Regions from separate parts of the Zea mays genome. Here regions 1 and 3 are each linked to region 2. A link is a contact called in public Hi-C data. All regions are on one chromosome and are shown on one strand. Each heading gives the region's core, a stretch centred on a gene start, on an enhancer-like site or on the middle of the called end of the contact. The rest is flanking DNA. Distances are from core to core; before and after follow the strand shown.

Region 1 (2,700 bases), core at 95-2,594, 170 kb after region 2:
TTAATATGTGATGATGCTATTATATGATTTATGAACTTATTAGCTAAAAAATAATATCATCTTAACGATATTATATATATCTATGTATGCTATTTTTATAGTTACTTGTTGTAATAATAGTACTTCTAATTAATTAATTAATTAATTATTGTATATATTTTAACAAAAGATACTAGTATCTCTACTATTTGGGTCTATTCGACCGAACCGAAATTACGAGTCTATTCGGGTTCGGTTCCTAAAATAATTTTTAAAATTTAAAATTTTCGGTTCTTATTTTTCAGAACCCGGAATTTTCACAAAATCCGAATAGACCGAACCGAATTACCATAATAGATCGAATGTCCGACCCTAGCCGGCACACGCCAAAGGATCTACCGCGCTGCTAAACCACGATCATCGGTCACAGAGGTGGTAACTTGTGAACCAAAACGATCTCGGCTCGCGGGCTCGCTCGATCTCGCCTTGAGTGCCACCGTCTACTACCGCGCGCCACTCGATCGCTTCCGTGGTCCGCGCTTCCATCCTTTTCCATTCCATGTGCTCCTAGTCCTAGGCTGGACTGGACCCAAGGGAAGGGCAGCCGTGGTGTTCTGCTCGCCGAGCTGTTCAGGCACAACAACAACAACGTAAGTAGCAGAGCTGAATTTTGGCAGTTTCAGAGCAGAGCAGAGCAATGGAAGAGACGCCTCACGCCCTCACCGTCGCGCTCGCATGTGGATGGGCAGTTGTGATAGGGTGTCGTTCTCGGCGTGGATTCGGCTTCCCCACGGACATATCTTGTGATGCCACACGAGATCGCGACTAGCATTCTTCGTTGTTGCAGATCCAATGAATCCATCAAGCCGCTTGCGTAGCTTATCACAGGCAGGAGGAGTCAGCAGTGCAGAATTCATGCGGACAAACAGGCCGGGCCGCGCTGCGCATGATGTGTCCGCGTGAACGGCGTGGGGTTCGGCAAGTCTAGTGCACGCCACGGGGGCCCGGGTCTCGAGATCGACGCGAGCAGCGCGGGACGGGAAGCACGCCGCGCATCTCCAGGCGAGGCGCAAGCGCAACCCGCCAAGAGCTCCCTAGGCCCGCCGCGCACGTGAGCTGGCCAACGGCTGGCCTGGGCATCATCACACGGCTGGCTCTCCGTATATCCGAAAGGATTAGCCCTGACACGACACGGCCGCGCTCACCAGTCACACACGACACGACACGCGACAGTCCCCACCCCACCAACCGCCTCTCGCCGTCCTCGCTCGCGCAGCTGTCCTGCACCAGCACTGCACCCGGCTACATGGCGGCCGCCTCCACCCTCGCGTTCGGGCACCCAAAAACCCTAGCCGCCGCCGGCGCCAAGCCCCTGCCCGCCGCCACCTCCACGTCCGTCTCCTTCCCGGCCACCCACCAGCCCGCGTGCCTGCTCTCCTCGCCCGCGCCCGGGTCTCTGCGCCGCCGGGACGTCGCCGCCATGGTCTCCGCGCCGCCGGCCGTCGGCACCGCCATGCCGTCGCTCGACTTCGACACCTCCGTCTTCAACAAGGAGAAGGTCTCCCTCGCCGGCCACGACGAGGTGCGCCCCTGCCGCTGCTCTAGATTCGTTTTCGGTACGATTTGTTTGGCTCTGACCGCCGACCGGTCTTCGTGGCGCAGTACATCGTGCGCGGCGGGAGGAACCTGTTCCCGCTGCTTCCGGAGGCGTTCAAGGGGGTCAAGCAGATCGGAGTTATTGGATGGGGCTCGCAGGTTCGTGCCAGTTTTTGTTTTGGGTATGCGTGTGTGTGTGTGCGCGCGCGCTGTATTCCACACACTTCGTCTTCCACCGCCATGTAGACGGTTGGTTGTGCTCAAATCGGCACGTCAGTGTTGCCATATCTAGTGCTAGATGCCATCGGTTTCACTTGGATTTCTACTTCTGTCTGGGTTCAGTGCTCATAACATGCCCTTGTTCCCTTTGCAGGGTCCTGCCCAAGCCCAGAACCTGAGAGATTCACTGGCTGAAGCCAAGTCAGATATTGTTGTGAAGGTTAGTTCTTCCCTTGTCGTAACGATAATACATACATGCCAAACCACCACGACTAAAAGATCTGGTGTTGGACGATACTCTGCTTTGGTGAAAAAGTCTACTTTATTTTTCATCTGGCTTCTTTTCTTCGAATTTTTAACTTCAATTTTAGAGAGTTTACAGTTTTTTATTTTGTGCAACTTGGACATGGCAATCATGAGCCAGATATTCTGCCTCCTGTATATACTTCGGCACTGTTCTGTCAGTCCAACATGCTGCTGCCTTTTGCTTCCAGATTGGTCTCCGGAAAGGATCCAAATCTTTTGAGGAAGCACGTGCCGCTGGATTCACCGAAGAGAGCGGAACCTTGGGCGATATTTGGGAAACCGTCTCCGGCAGCGATCTTGTGTTGCTGCTGATATCGGATGCTGCACAGGTTCGCATCATGCTCACTAGCTGCATGGTTTCATGTGCATTCGATTGTGTGTGTATACTTCTGCCTGACTGCCTGATGCTTGACTTGTGCCAATTCTTCTACAAAAGGTTATTATTTCCCTGCCAGTTAGTCCAACCTATATGATGTTCTGTAGCACACCCATTCGCCATTTCGTTATGGCGATATGGTACTCAATTGTTACATCGTCGGTTCAGTTCATCCTGAAAGTTGCATCTCACTTTCTGCAGGCTGACAACTATGAGAAGATCTT
Region 2 (2,700 bases), core at 56-2,555:
TGGGTCGGATCGGAGTCGACCCATTTTTCTGGGTTGGATCGGATCCGTTCCTTATTTGATTTCAGTGACAAGTTGGATCTAGTTTCTTGTTTGATTATAGGGTTAAAGTGAGTTAGAGATGCAACATCTCTTGTTTGCTTCGTGATGAAGGATAAAATGAATATGGTCATCTTTCTGGTCATATTACCACATTCAGGATGATATCTTCAATTCAATAAGATGACATCATTCAAAATACATGAAACTGACACTATTTTAATATTTGAGGAATCCATAAGCATAAGATATAAATAAATGGGTAAGTCGTAAATTTTTAGTGACGAGATCTCACTATTATATTTTAGTCATAATTAAAGACATCGCAACAACATAAAGATGTATTTCAGTGAATTTGTAACATTTGCCATCACTAGCAGGCTTGTCTAGGCGGTGACGAACACTGACATTTACCTGTTCGGCGACAGCACTAGCAAGGCTCGCAAGTTGTGCCTACTAGCGAACACGCCAGCTTCGGAGGGTAGGCCAGCGGGGGACTGACGACGGGAGGCAGGTGGGGATTAACGTCGGAAGGTAGGCCGGCGGGGTCTCTCGTCCCAGCAGGTCGGCAATGGCAGCGCACTCCTGTGCTGGTCTCGAGTGGATAAGGCATGGGTGACGAGAGGGTGGAGAGAAAGTGGGTCGAAATGGTTCACTTGTTTTTGAGCAATCACTAGAACTCATATTTACAATAAGTATTTCGACCTAGAATCAACCTAACCTGCGAACCTTTTGAACCAAACACGAGTTGTTGTGGGTTGAATCTGTTCCAACCCGCTTCAACCCGCTAACCAAACACACCATAAATGGCTCTTCCAACTTTGCTCTTTATTTTTGGATAGACTGCTTCACTCTTCATTCAATCTATAGATTTAACGAGCTTGTTGGATGAACCTACACTTTTTCTGTAAAATCAATTTTAGAGAGTAGCTAAATCTATAAATTTAACTAACTTTTTAACTAATCTTTTAGAGTTGCTTTAAGTACGGGCTGTTTTGAAGAGATCCTAATCTATAGTTTTAGGACGGCTAAATACAAGGAGCTGACGTCCCCCTCCGTGTTCACAAGTTAACTGGCTACATTATGGGCTTCCATCAATCTTGATGGGCCTCTATCTTACTGAGGTCCTTATCCAGCCCGACTTAGCGGAAGCCCGGCTCGGCCTAAGCCCAAAGACGTCTAGCAAAAATAACTGGTCTGAATTAATCTTCCGGTCCTGAATAAAGTGGAGGCGGAAACGAAGTATCTCAGGTTGCGTGGTGCGACAAACCGACAAGCCAACAATGGCGTCGTCAGCTGCTACGACCGCGAAGCTGATCGCGCTCCCGCCGGCGCCAACACGCGGCGGCTGCTGCTGCTGGAGGACACGCAGGCCCGCGATCCCCGCGGCGGCGGCGCGCCTCAAGGTCTCCGCCTCCGCCGCCTCGTCGGACGTGCCGGACTTCCTCTCGTCCAATTGGTCAGTACCCGCCGTTTCGACTTCCCTTGCCCCTGCTGCGTCTTGCTCTGCACGTATGAAAAGTCAGCTAGGTTGAGTATACGTTATGGGATTTAGTATGATTAGGTTGAGTAATCAGGGCAGACACGAATAGCTAGCTGATGGGGCCTCTGGTTTTGGTTTTTAGTGTGTTCTCTAACTCATTTTTGTGACTACTACACTACACCACCTTTTTTTCCCCAGCAATAAAGTAAATATATTCATTAGAAATTTAGAATGGAACAAAATTCCATGACAATATTATTTGGGTTGGTTACCGTGATCCAAACAGTCCGCTATTGGAACAAAACCCGAGCGCAAAACACACACACACAAATTTTTCAGGTATATACATCAGCTGAAATCTGTGTTCCTGACTAAACATTGTATTGACAGGATGTTATCATTGGCAATGAAAGTATGTACTGGAAATAAGTTCCTCTGGACTCGACTAAGTCTATTAACCGATAAAATGGATTCAATAAATCAAACAGAAAAGTGATTCTGCTCCCATTTTAGACATCCGAGCCTCAATTTGGTTTTCTGTAGAAAGATACCATACCATTCATTTCTCCAACCCACCTTTTGCCTACCAAAACTGTCACATGGCTACAGCTATCTGGATGCCGCATATTACAAAACATTGTGGTAATAATTTGTTCACTTCAGGGCTTCTGTGTTTGTTTAAGTTGGTTACCTAGACCATACATTCCAATTGGATATGCTAAAGATCAGTATGAAAGCAGATAGGAATGGATAAATACTGGGTCAGGAGTGCCTTTTTCCTTCTGCAATTTCGTTTTCCAACATTAGCCACAGATTTCTGGAGCTGTGAGTATCCCAGGTGAGGGATGCCTGTTTTTATTGGGCTTGACTCTTCTGAAGATTAGGTTGCCTGAGCATACATTAGTAGCTTATGTTCGGTAAAGTATCTGCACAGCACATATAGATATAGGGGCTTTAACATGAGGCAGACGGGCTGAATCACTTTTATTACTTGCATATATCCTTCAAGATTTTGTAAACTATAACTGCAGTTATTTTGTAAACTTGTGAAATTGTGTCGGCCATGATACTATGGCCTAACATACCAGATTTAATAATTAAGTCTGACATAGTACATGAACATGAGTTAATCCTGCAGTTGATGGGCTTGCAATACTGACTGGAACTTGCTGTTGTTTGCC
Region 3 (2,700 bases), core at 109-2,608, 150 kb before region 2:
CGACGCTGCTGCGGCGGGTGCAGACCCGCGCGCCCAACTCGACGCAGGTGGTGGGGTTCCTGACGCTGCTCGTCTCTGGCGCCGTGCTGCTGCTGCTGACGGGGGTGACGCTGACGGGCGCCGTGGTGGCGCTCGTCTTCCTGGGCCCCATCGCGCTGCTCACCAGCCCCATCTGGGTGCCCGTCGCCGTCGTGATCTCCGCCATCGTCGCCGCCGCGCTCTCCGCCTGCGCCTTCGCCGCCGCCGCGCTCCCCGTGGCCACCTGGATGTACCGCTACTTCACGGGCCGCCACCCCGTGGGCGCCGACCGGGTGGACTACGCGCGCAGCCGGATCGCCGACACCGCCAGCCACGTCAAGGACTACGCGCGCGAGTACGGCGGATACCTGCGCACCCGCGCCAAGGACGCCGCGCCCGGCGCGTAGGCGCGCGCCGCCCGGCGTGCATGTGCTGCAACCCCCGTCCGTGGTGCCGCTAGCTATAGGTCATCATTGCTGTCGTCGTCGTCGTCTTAGTTCCTCTTGCATTGCGTGTGCGTACTCTGCTCCAATCATCCCCCGCCCGTGTTGTCAAGCAATTTCTGGTCCTCTTGCTTGCTTTCTCTAGGAGATGCTGTTCATTTCGATCTCTTGGCGCAATTTGATCTTTCGCTTGGTGTAATTAGGTCATTAGTTAAATCATAAGAGACTCGTGTTCATGGTCTTTCTCACAACCTTAAAACAACTAATTGTTGTTGAAAAGAATATATATAGGTAACCTTGCTCAGTTTTCGTCGAACAGAATGATGGCAACCTTTCTTCTGCAAACAGTTGCAGATAATGCCTAGGATTTTTGTTCTCTGTGCTGAATCATCTATACAATCCGACGTATGTACTCACCTCCCGAGGTTGCTCCATCCCAAAACTGGAGTTGGCATAGCGTGGTCCCCGTACGATGCATAACAAGTGTCATACAGAAGGTTGTGTCATGTGTGTATCTAGTGTGCCACATGCTATAATCTCTGTAGTCTTTTAATTACCCTTTGGGGTGTTAAAGGGCGATCAGAGTGACATCAGTGATCTAAGGTACGTAGACCGCATAAATGGTCGTGTCTCGTGAACCCAAGCACGACTTATTATGGACCTCAGACTGACTTAGTATGGTTATTGTGGTGACATGCAGTACATGTGCTGAGCTAAAATGCTCGACCAATATAGTCCGACCTATTTAATTAGTTGTACCCTGTCACTACATGTAAATTTTCTCATCCAGTCTTCCCCGTCCCGTCGTTGCTCCTGAATAGAGTTAGTAATAGAATAATAGATCACAACCCGAATATTTCCTCACAAATTGATTGAGTCCTTAATTAATTCTAGCTTAAAACTTAATTAATTCTAGCTTACAAGTCCGATCCTTAAATTTTATTACTAGTCCTACTTCGAGTAATCACCGTATACATGTACTCGCGTATTTAACAGTCATTCCAGGACATCACACATGTTCTGAGTGCGAACATATGCAACAGATCATGTTTAGTCGTTTCAAACACGTGAACGCGCCCGCAAAAACATACACACTCGCGAGGCAATTAAGTCGTTGACCATTACCGGACAGACATGTTCCATTTCGCTACGGCATTTTACTTTGACCATCCATCCGATGATCCAATCCAAGATGCTGTCTTGGACCCGACCACGTACACAACAACCCTGATTCCCTGAAGCCTTCCGCCCCTCTTTCTGACTTGGGTTTAGTTTCGCAGCAGCAGTGAAAGTGCCCCGCCCAAAGAAACCAGCCGCGCACGTACTTGCATTGCATAAGCATAAATGAAGGGTCCGGCCGGCGCCATAGCCATATATACCGAGCCTGAATTTGAAACCCCCCTCCCATGGAGGCTGAGGCGTTCCCAATACGGTCCACGCGGGCTGTCCGTCGCCGCAAGTACCACCGCCTGGGCCAGCTGACGGACGTCGACGACGGCACCGAGCTCCGGGCGCGGCAGCTGGTGGGGCGCCTGCGCTCCGGCGGCGGCGCACGCTTGCGGCGGCGGGTGCGCGTGCTCCTGGCGGGCCCGCGGCGTGCGCTGGCACGGGCGCGGGACGCGTGCGTACGCGGCATGCTGGCTCTGGCCAGGCGGGCGTCGGCACTCGCGCTGCCCTGCGGCGCCGTCGCGAAGCAGCAGCGGGTCGCGGCGCCCGGCAAGCCCACCGAGTTCGAGCGGCGCCTCGTCTTGGAGATGTACAAGTCCATCGTCGCGTCCAAGGAGCTCACCGCCATGCTCCACTCCTCCGCCGCGCACCTGCCGCCCAAGAGTACGCCCGCTGCGGGGATCCCGTCGTCCACGCATCTGCTCGACATGTGATCCACCATTTCACCGCCGATGGAGGAGGAAAACGTACGAGCTGATTCGCTTAATCACTGCTAGAGAAATTAATTCAGAGGATCGTCCCAAGCTGTTCAGCAGCGTCGTCGTTATATACGACAGTAGCTAATTTTATGATGCATGTGCACATGTCATGCATCCACGCCCTAGTACTATACCGTGTGTTAAAATTATAGACATTTTCCATATCATTTTAATTGCATAAATTAACATTATGATGATGACATATAAAAGACAATTAACCATATAAATCATGATCTCAAATTGATCCATACCAATATGGATCAAGAGAACATAAAGCATATGAATCATAAATATAATAAGTATATCAACATGTT

Evidence for each region. A called contact is a pair of places that touch in the nucleus more often than the background predicts.
Region 1: a contact with region 2 is called in a Hi-C map of ear, with 7 times the contacts expected there. The contact joins the promoter of LOC103652503 here to the promoter of LOC100276744 in region 2. A contact is called at or near these places in 3 of 25 Hi-C or Micro-C datasets (ear and leaf).
Region 3: a Hi-C map of tassel shows a contact between it and region 2, with 4 times the contacts expected there. The contact joins the promoter of LOC100274568 here to the promoter of LOC100276744 in region 2. A contact is called at or near these places in 6 of 25 Hi-C or Micro-C datasets (ear, endosperm, leaf and 2 more).

Annotation. Positions count from the first base shown.
Region 1 is chr8:74,153,671-74,156,370 of Zm-B73-REFERENCE-NAM-5.0, reverse strand. It overlaps LOC103652503 (ketol-acid reductoisomerase, chloroplastic-like), which reads left to right and starts at 1,344. Exons shown (of 10, transcript NM_001175673.1): 1 at 1,344-1,561; 2 at 1,642-1,734; 3 at 1,949-2,014; 4 at 2,289-2,429; 5 at 2,678-2,700. The coding sequence starts at 1,460.
Region 2 is chr8:74,323,142-74,325,841 of Zm-B73-REFERENCE-NAM-5.0, reverse strand. It overlaps LOC100276744, which reads left to right and starts at 1,305. Exons shown (of 7, transcript NM_001291640.1): 1 at 1,305-1,495. The coding sequence starts at 1,320.
Region 3 is chr8:74,477,799-74,480,498 of Zm-B73-REFERENCE-NAM-5.0, reverse strand. It overlaps LOC100274568, which reads left to right and starts at 1,358. Exons shown (of 1, transcript XM_008657837.2): 1 at 1,358-2,586. The coding sequence starts at 1,868. The coding sequence ends at 2,341. LOC100286352 (oleosin Bn-V) reads left to right here. Exons shown (of 1, transcript NM_001159239.1): 1 at 1-777. The coding sequence ends at 425.